Linked DNA regions of Mus musculus: region 2 is linked to region 1. A link is a contact called in public promoter capture Hi-C data. All regions are on one chromosome and are shown on one strand. The core of a region is the stretch at or near the end of the contact, and the rest is flanking DNA. Distances in the headings are between cores, read along the strand shown. Region 1 holds the start of AV064505 (expressed sequence AV064505). Region 2 has its middle 31 kb from the start of Birc3.

Region 1 (6,938 bases), core at 3,343-5,842:
GGGGTTCTGTATATAGTTTTAAGAATAGTCTTTCATTGCATGTTTTTTGCAATATTTTCTCCCAGCCTGTGGCTTGTCTTGTTATCCGAGATAAGAAAAGATCCAAGATTTTACTCCGAAACACTGATCAATGAACATCTCATAGCACTGTGGTTACCTGATACAGGTTACATCTATAAATACTCATTTATTGTACACACGTAAGTTATGCAGGGCTCTTCCTGAAGATTTGGTGGAAGTCCTTAATTGAAGAAAATTAGGAATAGCACTACCCAGTGAGAAAAGAAACCACCTGATTAAAGGATGCTCAACAGTGTGACTCAGATAGGAGGCTGTGAGAGCGGAGGCTAGAGGCTAGACCTGCAGTAGCCGCTATACAGCACCTGCACCTGCAATGCCTGTCTCTCTCCTTTACAAAGAATTATGAAACACCAGCAATGCTCCAGGTCCTCCTCCTTCCTTCCTTCTTCCTTTTCTCTTTCCTTCCTTCCATTCCTCTTTCCTTTCCTCTTTTAATCATTATACCCCCTATGCAGCCCATGATCTGGCTATGTAGCCACTATGTGGCCACAAACTAGCGGTCCTCCTGCCTCCACAGCCTCCTGAATTCTGGACCCCAGGCAAGACTCATCTATACATTCATCTTTAAATCAGCTTGGTGCGGCCATCTTCTTTCTTGGCATTGGTGGTGTTGTGGCACCTGCTCAGTGATGCTGGCTGTAACTTATGCTCTGTTCCACATGTTATAAATGTTTAGTAAAATCCTTGTAAGATACAGAATACAATGACAGATCCAAAACTTTGTCATTGATAAGACTTGAAAGAGTAGTAATTTTATCCAATAAATAAGAAAAGTTTTCTTGTGGATTCAGCATGGTGGGGGGGGGGTGTCCTCTAAAAGATAAATGCCATGTGTTCCTCCTGCCAATATAAAAACACAATACTTCCTCATTGTTGCTAAATTCAAAAAAGAAAGAAAGTGTGCAAATGAGTCACCTATTTCCACATTCAGGGCTGAGAAGCCATATAAATTTCTCCAGCCCCTGTCAGGAAACATCAAAGTAGCTCTGAGAACAATCGCCTGTTGATGGCAGCTATGCAGCTCACCCTGTTCTGCTTTGTGTGTCTGCTGCCAGGCCACCTGGCCCTGCCACTGTCCCAGGAAGCTGGAGATGTGAGCGCACATCAGTGGGAACAGGCTCAGGTATATCCTTCTCTCACTCGGGGTTCTCTGGCCTCACCGCCAATATTCCACGTGTGGTTTTGAATGATTTGTCCTTCGGTGCTTGCGTGGCAGTAAATATTCTTGGGCAGAATGTTCCTGGTTAGAGAAGCACTGCATGCTTTCTGTGAGTAGCCATCCAAGCTTTCCTAAACTCTCGTTGAATGCCAGCTCCTTTATCTGCTCTCTAGCATGTCATTTCATTTCTGGCCTTAGATTTTCCAATTCAGAAACTGGAGAGTATAATAATGATACCACCAAGTGGAGAGATTATAACATACTTAATGCAGTATTGAGATCTCATCCATGCTCAGGAAATGCAAGTGTTATTATTGTTTATTGCAACTTGCAATTATTTTCATGAACTGTACTGAACTGGACGTCTAAGGATGAAGTCTCACAGTGAAGAGACCTATAGTCAGAAAGTGCAGAGAGAAGGTGTAACATTCTTGCATATGCAATAGAAGCTAAAACACATCTATGTTCTAGCCCATGGGGTTATACCAGCAGAACATAACATGATGATAGAAGCTCACATGTGCAGTGGTTACAGACCATAGGAATGAAGTATAGAGTGTGTCATCTGATCACTAGCGCTAGCCTGAATAGAGCTCAGTCGCCTTGACTCACATTCTTGCTACCAAAATAGAGACAGAAATCAAGATAAGCTTTTCTAACTCAGAAATCAGGCTTCTTCAGATAAATTGTTATTTGGTAAAATTGGATAATGACTGATAAGCTTTAAGCAGTAGAAAAATAGAGCTATACTTCACACTCAGTTTGACTTTTTTAAAGATTGATAAAGGAGAGTCAATCACAGACTTATAGCTGGTTTCTACCTTACCAAATAGCATTTTTAAGAGTTTTGATTCAGTTTTCTCCAGGATGCTATTACAAAGGTTTTTAGGCCCTTTGCTTAGCACACAGATTGTCTAAAAGAAGAAGGGTCATTGTGTATTTGAGCCCAACCTGAGCTACATGATGAGTTCCAGACTAGCCTGTGCTACAGAGGAAGTTCTATCTCAAATCAAAACCAGGAGTAGAAAAGAATGCAAACGTGTCATCCAAAGAGTGTCTCATTGAAGTCCACAGCTCTAGGAGGGATACAATGTTTGTTGTTTGTTTGTTTGTTTGTTTGTTTTAAAGAATTTGTTCATGATTATTATGAGTAATAAGAATTTGTAGTATTGAATGAAACACCATGGCAACAGGTAAGAGAACATTGTGTTAGTCAATTTGGTTTGGTAAAATGAAGAGTCATGGGAGGTTTTCAGACAGATAGCCACTGCCAGGTGCTCTAATACTGACAGCAAATGACTGAGCAGATGGTAAGCCATTCAATAATCTTCCCACTGCACACACTTTTAGCCTGTATACTTTTCCTAGGGAAACTTCCTTGGAAGTGGATTACAGACACCTGGGGCAATTTCTTTCTGCAGCTTCACCTCTCTAAGCTGTGTGTCTTCATATAAAGCAGATGTGTTGCTGGGCAATGGTTGTGTACCTTTAATCCCAGCACTTGGGAGGCAGAGACAGTAAATGTGTGCCTGCCCCTAGGAAGGGTCTTTAATGCCTGCGTGAATTGCTGTTGTCAATTGTCTTGCCTCTTCATATTCTGGTTGAAGATCTCCCATCCCATTACCAGACCCCAGGATACTTGGGGATCCAGTTATGCTTGGGGAGATCTGGGGTTCTGTTTTATTCTGACACCTCCTAAATGGGCTATGGGGAGAAAGAGGAAAAAGGAAAAAGGGACTACAGATAAGGTATCTCCAGACCAGGTCTGCTGCGGACTCAGTGTGTGAACCTGAACAAAGAAGCCTGTGGATGGTATGATATGTGGTCTCTTCCTGGACTGTTAAGTCAGACTACTTAAACTAACAATCACCTGACTTCTTCTCCATATGGAATTAATAATAACCAGATGGCAGCAGCTCTCGTATGGCTAGTGAACCTCACATCGCCCCATAGGGTCTAACTATGTCTAACAAACTCTCTCTCTCTCTCTCTCTCTCTATGTGTGTGTGTGTGTGTGTGTGTGTGTGTGTCTGTCTGTCTCTCTGTATGTATGTGTGTATAAGTGTGTATGTATGTGTGGTTTTGTGTATATGTGGCTGTATGCATGTTTGTGTATATGTATGTATATGTGTATGTATGTGTGTTTATATGTGTACATGTGTTTATGTTTGTATGTATATGTGAGTCTGTGTGTGAGTATGTGTATGAATGTGTTTGTGTGTATGTGTATATATGTGTGAGTATGCAAGTGTGTTCATGTATGAGTATGTGCATGTGTATGTGTGTACATGTATGTATAGTGTATGCATGTGTGTGTGTATATATATATATATTGTATATTGTAAGTATGTCCATGCTTGTGCATGTATGTGTGTGTATGTGTGAGTGTGTGTGTGTTTGTATGTGTGTGTCTGTGTGTAGGCCATAGTTTGATACTGGGCATCTTTATTGATCCTCCTGTCTCTCCCTCCCTGGCATTGGAGTTACAGAAGCACCCAATTTTTAACATAGGTTCTGGGAATCAAACTCAGATTTTTGAGGTAAGCTCTTCTCTGACTAAGACATTTCCCCAACCTTTCTTGTGCTTGCTGAAGACACACTGACACTTCTAACTACTCTAAAAATAAGAGCAAGCTTTAGAAAGTGGGTAGTGTGTTTATCCTCCAGGTATGCACGGAGAATACAGTATGCTATGACATTTTTCTCTCCGTCTTATGCAATAGCATAATATTCCATCTCCCCTCACCAGTAATACTTGCTTTATTCCATAATTGCATAACAATTCTGTCTTCAAATTACTATCTAAATCCATAACAACGTCATGTATAAGGGATGCAGATTTTCAAATAAAAGATTTTTTTGTTCTCTGTCTACCAGAATTATCTTAGAAAATTTTACCCTCATGACTCTAAAACAAAGAAGGTCAATAGTCTAGTGGACAACCTCAAGGAAATGCAGAAGTTCTTTGGCCTGCCCATGACTGGAAAACTCTCCCCCTACATCATGGAAATAATGCAGAAACCTAGGTGTGGAGTGCCAGATGTTGCAGAATACTCACTAATGCCAAACAGTCCAAAATGGCATTCCAGAATTGTCACCTACAGGTGAGGCTCATTTTAGCTCATTCTGGTGGAGGCAACAAAACCCTTTTCCTGAGAACGCAAACACTGAATTCTTGTGTGCCTTCAGAATTGTATCCTATACTTCAGACTTACCTCGGATCGTAGTGGATCAAATCGTGAAAAAAGCTCTCAGAATGTGGAGTATGCAGATCCCACTGAACTTCAAGAGGGTTAGTTGGGGGACTGCGGATATCATAATTGGCTTCGCAAGGAGAGGTAAGAATGGCTCCTTCAGGCTAATCCTGTGTGCTGTTTATATTAGTGTTCTCCTTTCAAAATTTAAGTCCTTTCATGAGCACTCAAGTCAGCTTTTATTGGTGAAACATATGTTTAACTTATGGGAGAGGGTTTGATTTCTATTTTCAGTATCACACACATGCACACGCACACACACACACACATACGGTTTTAAGATCCTTCAGTATACAATGGTCGACAATGATAATCAGAGGATCTAATAAAAGCCAGATGCCTGGACCAGATCCACAGCCAGCTCATTCTCTGTGTTAAACTGACTATTGGTACCAAGAGGGTCAACCAATTGAACTGGCTTCTTTCTCCAATATTCATAATCACATGATTATGGAGAGAGTAGAAGGCCAAGAAAAACCTAGACACTGATAGTAATTACTGTGTGCTTTTGCAGATCATGGAGACAGCTTCCCCTTTGATGGGCCAGGGAACACTCTAGGTCATGCCTTCGCACCTGGGCCAGGCCTAGGCGGAGATGCTCACTTTGACAAGGATGAGTACTGGACTGATGGTGAGGACGCAGGTACAGTATCCTATGTCTCTTCTATGATCATTGCTTTAATTATAATCATTAGAGGCCCCTTAAATGTCAAGTAATATACTAGATGTGTTAAATGTTTTATCTCATTTAATATTTTCTTTTTTTAATTTGTGTGTGGTATATGTAGAGACCTACTTGATAGGAAAGAACTGACTGTCACAGGTTGTCCTCTGACCTCCATATTTGTACTGTGGCACAAGTATACATATAGGCACAGATTAAATAAAAATAAATAAATAAGATAAGATAAGATGGGGTGAGAGATGGAATGGGATGAGATAAGATAAGATAGGATATGAACCAGAAGAGCAGTCAAAGCAGTTAGCTGCCCCTACCTAGCCCAAAGCTAACATAAAGATCAAAGTTAAACTCATTAACTATCTCAGAACTTGAGGCCACAAAGAACAGCTTCTAACTGACTACAAAATTAAAGCCAACACTAACCATATGCAGTGAATTTAATTATGTCTTCCTTGGTAACCCAAGGAGATGGACATAGTTCTCACACCCAAGGCTCCCAAAAATGCTCTGGTCAGAACTTCTCCACAGAAGCTTCAACACAGAGATTTGAAGTAACTGGGTCAGTCCCCAGTGCATTCTGTCCCCTCCCCCACCCTCCCCACCCCTCCCCAACACCACCTCCTCAACACCCCACTTCGCCTTCCAGAAAAGCATATAATTCTTTCCCTGAATTCTGGTTTCATAAAGAACTACTGTAGACACTTTTTCTGTTCTCCTTTGGCTCCTTATCTGGGAGGTTGGTTTAGGGTATATGTTCTTAACCTTAGGTTACTCACTGAAGGACCAAAGTTCTTTTTATTTCTATTTTAATTTGAATGTGACATGTCCCCATGAATGCCTGCAATTGCACACTTGGTTCCCAGTTGGTGGCACAGTTTAGGAAGGTTATGGAGCCTTTAGAAGGTGACATCTTGCTGGGGGAGGGCAGGCTTTGATGGGTTATAGCACCCTACCTTATGCTCCCTCGCTCTCTCTTCCTCTCTCCCTCCCTTCCTTCCTCTCCCTCCCCCTGTACCTCCCCCTCCCTCCCCCACTCTCTGAGTCTCTCCCCTTGTGTATATATGAAATTGATCTACAGATTGCTTTCCTGCCACCAGCTGTTGCCATAACTTCTTTGACATTATGGATTCCATCCCTCCGACAACATAAGCCAAAATAAACTCTTCCTTCAGTTGCTTAGGACATGGCGTTTGTCCCCACCACGGAAAAGCAAACAATGCACTCTCCTTTCAGCCTCCTCCCTTTGAAGGAAGTAACCAATAACTGAGGAAACCTGGGGACTAGGTAGTCTTTTGCATTATAATGTGATAGATTTATTACAGGCATTTATATAGTTATTTTAATATTTACCATATGCATTTCCCTGTCTGTAGGAGTGAACTTCCTGTTTGCTGCCACCCATGAATTTGGCCACTCTCTGGGTCTGAGTCACTCTTCTGTTCCCGGTACTGTGATGTACCCTACCTATCAAAGAGACTACTCAGAAGACTTCAGTCTTACAAAGGACGACATTGCAGGCATTCAGAAGTTATATGGTAATAATCATGGCTTTCAAAAAGAGACTGTCGGGCTTGAAAGATGCCAGAAAATAGGGACTTGCCTGGAAAACCACAGGGGGACTGAAAACCTATGCACTAGGACAGCAGAATGCAAGATTCGCCTGTGTGAGATCCTGAGGTGAAGTGGCAGCCTCACACTCCTGGAGGATGTTTATATTAAGCATATGAAGAGATACTCATTTTATTTTTAATTGATTTCTACA
Region 2 (7,161 bases), core at 192-2,691, 210 kb after region 1:
AAGACCTCCAGACCTCCAGACGTTAGAGTTCCTTATGTTCAAAATAAATAGAGCCTTGTTCTAGCTATGATAGAAATGATAGGGAGCAGGGAGCCCTTTACTGCTATATGGTGTTGATTTGCATTTGAACAAAAAAGAATGAAGCTTTGGGCCTGTAATCCCGGCTGCAGGCAGGAGGCTTATTGTGAGTTTAAGTACAACCAGGGCTATCTAGTAAGACCCTGTTTCAAAAAAGAAAAATTAATCTTTTTAAAATGAAGTTTTATCTGAGATGCAGGAAGCAGCAGATGGCTAAAGCATTTCTTTCCAGAAAGACACCCTTCCCCCACCCGACCCCCTCCCCACAGGAAGTCACCTCCTCACCTCCTTCTTTTTTTTTTGTTTGTTTTTTTTTGTTGTTGTTGTTGTTGTTGTTTTGTTTTTGTTTTTCGAGACAGGGTTTCTCTGTATAGCCCTGGCTGTCCTGGAACTCACTCTGTAGACCAGGCTGTCCTTGAACTCAGAAATCCGCCTGTCTCTGCATCCCAAGTGCTGGGATTAAAGGCATGCGCCACCACGTCCAGCGTCACCTCCTTCTTGTAAGAGGAAAAAACAGGCTCCTGTCCCCAGGTGGAAAGGCCTCAGCTTGCCTGTGTTGGAATTCAGAGCTCTCAGCCAGAAACTCCAGCCAAACCTGTCCTCTACCCCAGATTCGGGCAGGTTGAGACAAACAGCGTTCTCTAAGAAGAGTGAAATAAAACAAGGTGTACCTTGGAAACACCCATGCCTGAGGTCTATGGCGAAAAAGCAGCAACTACAGGGATCCTCAGAGGGAAGGTTTGAACTGAGTTCGTCCAGCTTCCCATTAGCTTGGGTTTTTATTGTTGTTTTTTACAAAAAGGCTCCTGATTTAGCTCGAGATGGCCTGGAATTCTACCCTCCTGCCTCAGCCTCCTGAGTGCTGGCCTTACAAGTGCGTGGCAGTGTGTGTTGGCTTAAGCCCCACTATGGAAGGCAGAAAGGCCGAAGTGCTTGACTCAGAACTAGCAAGTCTACAGAAATCTCTTCTCATATCAGAGCATCATCGTTTTGTTTGTTTGTTTGTTTGTTTGTTTTGTTTTGTTTTTCCAGACAGGGTTTCTCTGTGTAGCCCTGGCTGGACCAGGCTGGCCTCGAACTTAGAAATCTGCCTGTCTCTGCCTCCCAAGTTCTGGGATTAGAGGCCTGTGCCACCACTGGCCGGCAAGTGTCACCCTCGCTCTAGATCACAAACTCTCAGGCTCACCAAGAAACAGAATTGTCATCAAAACAGGGGATTCAGTGTAAAATGTTTCTTTCTTTCTTTTTAAAACTGTTCATTGGTGTTTTGCATGCATGTGTGTCTGAGGGTGTCAGAGCCCTGAAACTGGAGCTACAGACATGTGAGCTAGCATGTGATTGCTGGGTATTGAACCTGACCCTCTAGAAGAGCAGTCAGCGCTCTTAACTGCTGAGCCATTTCTCCAACCCAAGTGTAAAATTCTTACCCAAGGACAATGCGAGGTTTGTTTGTTTGTTTGTTTGTTTGTTTGTTTTTTCCGAGACAGGAAGTGTTCTTTATGTTCAGAGTAAATAGAATCTCCCTTACAAAATGTCACTCAGCACATGCAACCAATTGCCCAGTGATTGCTCAGTGGTTAGAGCACCAGCTGCTCTTGTAGAAATCTTAGGTTCAGTTCCCAGCACCCACACGGTGACTCATGTGATATGCACCAATACACAAAGGAAAACATTCACACACAAAAAATAAAATTAACTAAGTCCTTTAAAACCAGGGGGTATCCCGGACTTGCTCTCCTTGCATTTCGTTCACTGCCCTTCAGGGAAACCGTGATTTGAACCTGTATGTGGTGCTCTCTGTGGTAGGAAGGGCAGTGAGAGCTGGCCCAGAGGCCTGACCTCTGGGGTCGGTGCTTCTCACATTACATTATACTTCCCAAGCCTTTGAAGTTAGCATAGCCCTCTGTTAAGTACTTGGCAAACTGTAAAGCTTCCATCTGTGAAACCCTGGGCTCCCCCTTCCGCTCTCATTTACCTTTCACCTACTTTAAAAGAAACCACTCATTGTTTGAGAGGGAAAAATCCAATTTGTCCTCCCAAAAGTCATCTAGGAGGATTCATTGCAGTGCTGCCAGGGGGCTCGAAATGAGCTAAGGAATCTCGCCGGGGCAGCACCTTAAGCTTCACCGTGTAGGACTCTATCTATTCGGGCAGTGTTAGTACATTTTCTTGTGTATTTCCATTTGTTTCTGTATTAAAATAACGCCAGAAGATGTACAAAGATGTAGCAAGTTGCCCTGTAGCTTTTTTTTTTTTTTAACAGACTTAGCTTTCAGGCTTATTTGATATTTCCCAGATTTTCTCAATTGGAGAAGGCAAGAACTATTTTAAATATCCCTTAAGGGCTTGGGCTGTTGGTCAGTGGGACAGCACTTGCCTATCATACACAAGGCCCAGAGCTTGATTACCTCAGCACCACAAAAAAATAGATAATTAGCAAATTATTTAAAATATAAAACAAAAGACCTGTTTCATGTTTATCGTGGATGCCATGGGTGATATGAATAACAGAGAAATCATTTTGTTTTGTTTGAGAGTCTTCTCAGAGGTAGGCTGGCCCTAAATTTCCTGTCTTGATAATTCCCCTGCCTCCATCTCTGAAGGATGAGAATTACGGGCAGGCATCACCATGCCTGGATCTTTGTACAACATGAAGTAGACATTTCATACCTAGTGATGTGGCTGAGGGTCAAAGCATCCACCCACGTCCTGTCCATCATCTCCATGGGATGGTATATTTTGCGTGGCTCTGGATCCTTCTGGAGTCAGGGCCATGTGGAATGCAGTGGATCTCTGGGCTCCTGACTTTGATGTTTATAGCTTGGTCCTGCTTCCTGCTTGATCTTGATGTACCCAGATGTGAGCAAGTGGCCTTATCTCCTTGCTGCCACAGCTAAGAGGCCCTTCCAACACTGCCTTCCTGGCAGTGGCAGCCTGTGTGGTCAAACCATGAACCCAGACACAGCCTTCCTTAAGCTGCTCATTGGGCTTCTCTGCTGGACACACTGTCTGCAGCTGTATCACTCACACCTCACCCTGGAGCCTCTGCATTTTTAATGCTCCAGCCCCTGCCACTGAGGTTTTGCTTTCTACCTGCAATGCCTCTCTCCCTTAGAACATTCCACGAGGTTCCTGTTGTCTCTCATGAGTCAACTCAAATACCCCCTCCCCATTTATTACTTCCAGGTCTCCTACTTAAGTCAGCTTAGCTACTCTTTTGTCCTTGGGACCACAAACTCCTAAACATGCCTACAGAAGGGTCCCTCACAGTTCTCTGTAATTACCGATTTCTGTTTCTGTCTAGACTCTAGAGTGAGCTCCAGAGAATAGAGAGGGAACTGTGGTTGCTGTTGATAATATTTTAAGACAGGATTTCACATATCCAGGCTGGCTTTCAATTCACTATGTACCTGGGGATTATCCTGAACCTCTGTCCTTCCGGCTTCTACCTCCCAAATGCTAAGGTAACAGGCCTGGGTCACCAGACAGGACAGGGTTCGAGTTTCTCATAATGAAAATCCCATGGATTAGTCAGCACTCTCAGCTATGATGAAAGTGCTTAGGAAGCCGAGAGACAAGTACCCCCCACCCCACCCCCACCCCCGCTCTCTGGCAGTAGGAAGACTTCCAAAACAGTTCCCACTTAGCTTTAATCAGGAATCTCTCAGGAAATTCCACATAAAGAAAATACTACGTGGAAGTATTTGAGTCTGTATGAAAACAAACCAGGTCTTAAAGTGAGTTGTGGATCAGTGAGAGGTCTCAGAGGATGCTTGCAACTCAGCCTGAGAACCAGAGTTCAATCCTTGGAAGAAACCACATGGTGGGAAGAAAGAGTTGACTTCCTCAGGTTGTCCTCCACATGCATGCCAGGACACACCCACACACATACACACACACACACACACACACACACACACACACACACACACACACAAAAAGATGCAATGTAATAAAAATAAAACCTTTTAAAAGACAAAAACCAAAACCAAACAAAGCTTGGATCACAGCCAAGACTGAGCTCCTAGCCATGAGGGTAGCGGACAACTGAAAGATTATTGAAAGGATAGGGACACAACAGATTAAGATTATCACGCCAGTCTCAGGAAGAATACTTTCTCAAATTTGTGGTTCCTAGATCATATGTTGTCACATAAAATCACACATACATGTGTAGGTTAGGTTTGAGAACAGACATGATGTCATCAGCCGGGAGGTGTGGAACAAAGAGCTGATGGAGTTGGGGAAGGCATGTTCCATCTGTGTATCTCCTAGAAGAAAACAGATAGAAATGTTTAAAGAATAAAGAAAGATGTGGAGCTAAAACCAACATGTATTTACTACAGTGTTCTCTGGTAGAGTTTCAGGTAGTAAGCTATATGATGAGGATTCTGTTTTAGATGTCACTGGCCACTGTAGAGAGCAGATAAGATTACGGTACAGAAGGAGACAGAGGGGGGAGAAAGAGGGCATGCCAGATCATCCTACTGTCGGACAGATTTCAGTATGTCCACATGCTGGAGGCTGCTGGGGGTGAGGTCAGGTACGATTGACCCTCACTTATTGTTTCTGAGGAAACAGTGCCCAGGCCTCTAAGGTGATTTTCAATTGCATTTTTGGAGCATTACCCATCTGTGCTTTGGGACGGACTATTCTGGGAGCTAGAGCCCGAAGCCCCTCAAATGCCAGTTATAGTGAACGTTACTGTGAAGACAAGCATATATTTAGTAGTAGGAGTAGTAGTAGTAGTATGAATGTTTTGCCTGTATGCAGGCCTGGTGCTCAGGAAGGTCACTTCATGGCCCCTGGAATTGGAATTACAGATAGTTCTGAGCCACTATATAGGTGCTGATAATCAAATCTCTGGAAGAGCACATTATATATCTAAAGGAATCATCACTTTGCTGTAACAAATCAGCTGTGTACTGCTACCAATTTACTGCTCAGTAGGAATGGAGACCAATTCTTACACTTTCTTTGCCTGTCAACAAGTACAAAAGCTATCTCTTTTAGTAAATAACAAAAGCTGGGCTGGAGGCTGGGTGTGTGTTGGTAAAGGGCTTGCCCTGCATGCACAAATTGCTGTGCTTGAGCCCCAACACTGAATAAACTGGACATGGTGTCACACACCTGTAAGTTTAGTATTACAATGGGAGACAACCAGATGTCTAAGGTCATCCTTGCTTGGATAATTAAAGCTTCACTGAGGATATGACAGTTGATAGAGTATTTGTGTCCACAAAGCCCCAGTGAGGCAGCATAAACCAGGCTTGGCGGTTCATGCGTAAAAGTCTAGCACTAAGGAGGCTAAGGCAGGAGGATTAGATGTTTGATGATATACTGCTGTGGTGGTTTGACTAGGTATCCCCCCTCACCCCATAAACTTTGAATGCTTGGCCCACAGGTAATGGTACTCTTCAGAGGTGTGGCCTTGTTAGAGAAAGTGTGACACTGTAGGGGCAGGCTTTGAGGTCTCCTATGCTCAAGCTATGCCCAGTGTCATCCACAGCCTCCTTTCTGCTGCCTGTGGATCAAGATGTAGAACTCTCAGCTCCTTCTCCAGAATATTGTCTGCCCCCCTGCTGCCATGATTTCTGCAGTGATGATAATGGACTAAGCCTCTGAAAATATAAACCAGCTCCAATTAAATATTTTTCTTTATAAGAGTTGCCTTGGTCATGGTGTCTCTTTACAGCAAAATAAAAGTTAATAAAGACAACTGGGCTACATGAGACTCTGTATTATAAACACCAAGTAGACGATAAATCACAGTGTTCTTGTATCTTTGGCCATGAGCCTTGCCTTCTCTCAGAGAAGTCATCTCTCAGACCAATTACAGCATCCTTAAGTCTCAAACAACTGGAAGAGGATATGGAAAATGTCGATCAGGTATAAATAGGTAAAAGCCTGAAGGAAATGTATTTTACTGCCTTTGGGCTTAAAATAATTAGTTATCATTACACAAACTGTTTCAGAAGGAATATAATTATATCCAGTGCTTACAGTAAAAAGCTTCTATGTTCTCTGGAAGCAAGATTTTGGCTTACCCTTAAAGTAATTTACACTTAAGAGGCCTTATCTGCTGCCCTGTCCCAGGATCAGTCCCTACAGAAGCTTCTGACCCCAAGGCTAGTAATAACAGTCTTAAGTTACAATATAACCTAGATGGGATCACACTGACTGTGATAAGGAAATGAATGACTGCAAAGCTGTGGCCAGACCAGCTACTGGCAGGAGACAGCCTGTTTAGAATCAACTTGAGAAAACTGGAGCAGAAGACAGATATGAGAAGTTAGCTCATTAGCCCGGAGCAAAATAAAGGACTCAATAACTAGAAAACATAGCCAGGAGGTGTGGCAGACACCACTTGTGTGGTTTAAAGAAGTAAGGAAAAGTTAGGGAGTCGTGCTACACACTACATGAAATCAACTTTGTTGGAGAACACACTTATTTGTGTCTACCTCTTCATGCTCCAGTAGCGCCACAGCCTGGGGATTCAGCCTTCAACACATGGTCCATTGGGGATGTTCAAGAGCCAAAGCATGGCAGAGTGAAAGCAAGGCAGTGAGGTGAAGCAGAAGGCGGTAGTAGAAGTTTAGAAAAGTGGACTTTAATGAAGTTGCTAAAAAGAATATGCTGCCAAGGCTGACTGGGACGTCATGTACAGGAAGGCTGTTACCAATGGCACAGTATTTGCCAAAGTTATATAAGAAATGCACTAGTGATAGGGGACTAGCCTCATGCCTATGGTTTGAATATGTCTCCTTCCAAAGTCAGGTGTTACCAATGTGATAGCAAAAGAAGTGGGACCTTTAAGGTCATGAGACCATTACAGCTCTCTCCTTGTGTGTGAGACTACTAGAAAAGGTTTCTCACCATTTTCAACTAGCTTGCCTTTTTTTTAAAGATTTATTTATTATTATACATAAGTACACTGTAGCTATATTCAGATGCGCCAGAAGAGGGCATCAGATCTTATTACGGGTGGTTGCAAGCCACCATGTGGTTGCTGGGATTTGAACTTTAAGGAAGAGCAGTCAGTGCTCTTACCTGAAGAACCATCTCACCAGCCCAACTAGCTTC

What was found. Promoter capture Hi-C pulls out the DNA fragments that hold promoters and counts their contacts.
Region 2: a promoter capture Hi-C map of neutrophils shows a contact between it and region 1, with 2.7 times the contacts expected there. The contact joins the enhancer-like site here to the promoter of AV064505 in region 1. A contact is called at or near these places in 23 of 39 promoter capture datasets (the 3T3-L1 cell line, 3T3-L1-derived adipocytes, the C10 cell line and 15 more), 3 of 15 datasets of contacts at CTCF or cohesin (the NIH/3T3 cell line, large pre-B cells and stem cell-derived epiblast-like cells), 12 of 484 Hi-C or Micro-C datasets (the AML12 cell line, the CH12 cell line, the HPC-7 cell line and 8 more), 1 of 115 datasets of contacts at active chromatin or transcription factors (embryonic basal ganglia) and 5 of 9 other capture datasets (adipose tissue, embryonic stem cells, liver and 2 more).

Annotation. Positions count from the first base shown.
Region 1 is chr9:7,691,039-7,697,976 of GRCm38.p6, forward strand. AV064505 (expressed sequence AV064505) reads right to left here and starts at 4,593. Exons shown (of 4, transcript NR_126562.1): 1 at 4,456-4,593. It overlaps Mmp7 (matrix metallopeptidase 7), which reads left to right and starts at 1,052. Exons shown (of 6, transcript NM_010810.5): 1 at 1,052-1,204; 2 at 4,118-4,344; 3 at 4,430-4,578; 4 at 5,009-5,137; 5 at 6,550-6,711. The coding sequence starts at 1,088.
Region 2 is chr9:7,900,485-7,907,645 of GRCm38.p6, forward strand. No RefSeq gene overlaps it. Among named protein-coding and RNA genes, the nearest start is that of Birc3, 31 kb to the left of the region's middle. Within about 2 kb of position 1,442, at least 49 of the 459 cell types and tissues checked have an H3K27ac peak or open chromatin away from gene starts, as enhancers often do. A contact at or near this core is called in embryonic limb bud, where this site is marked.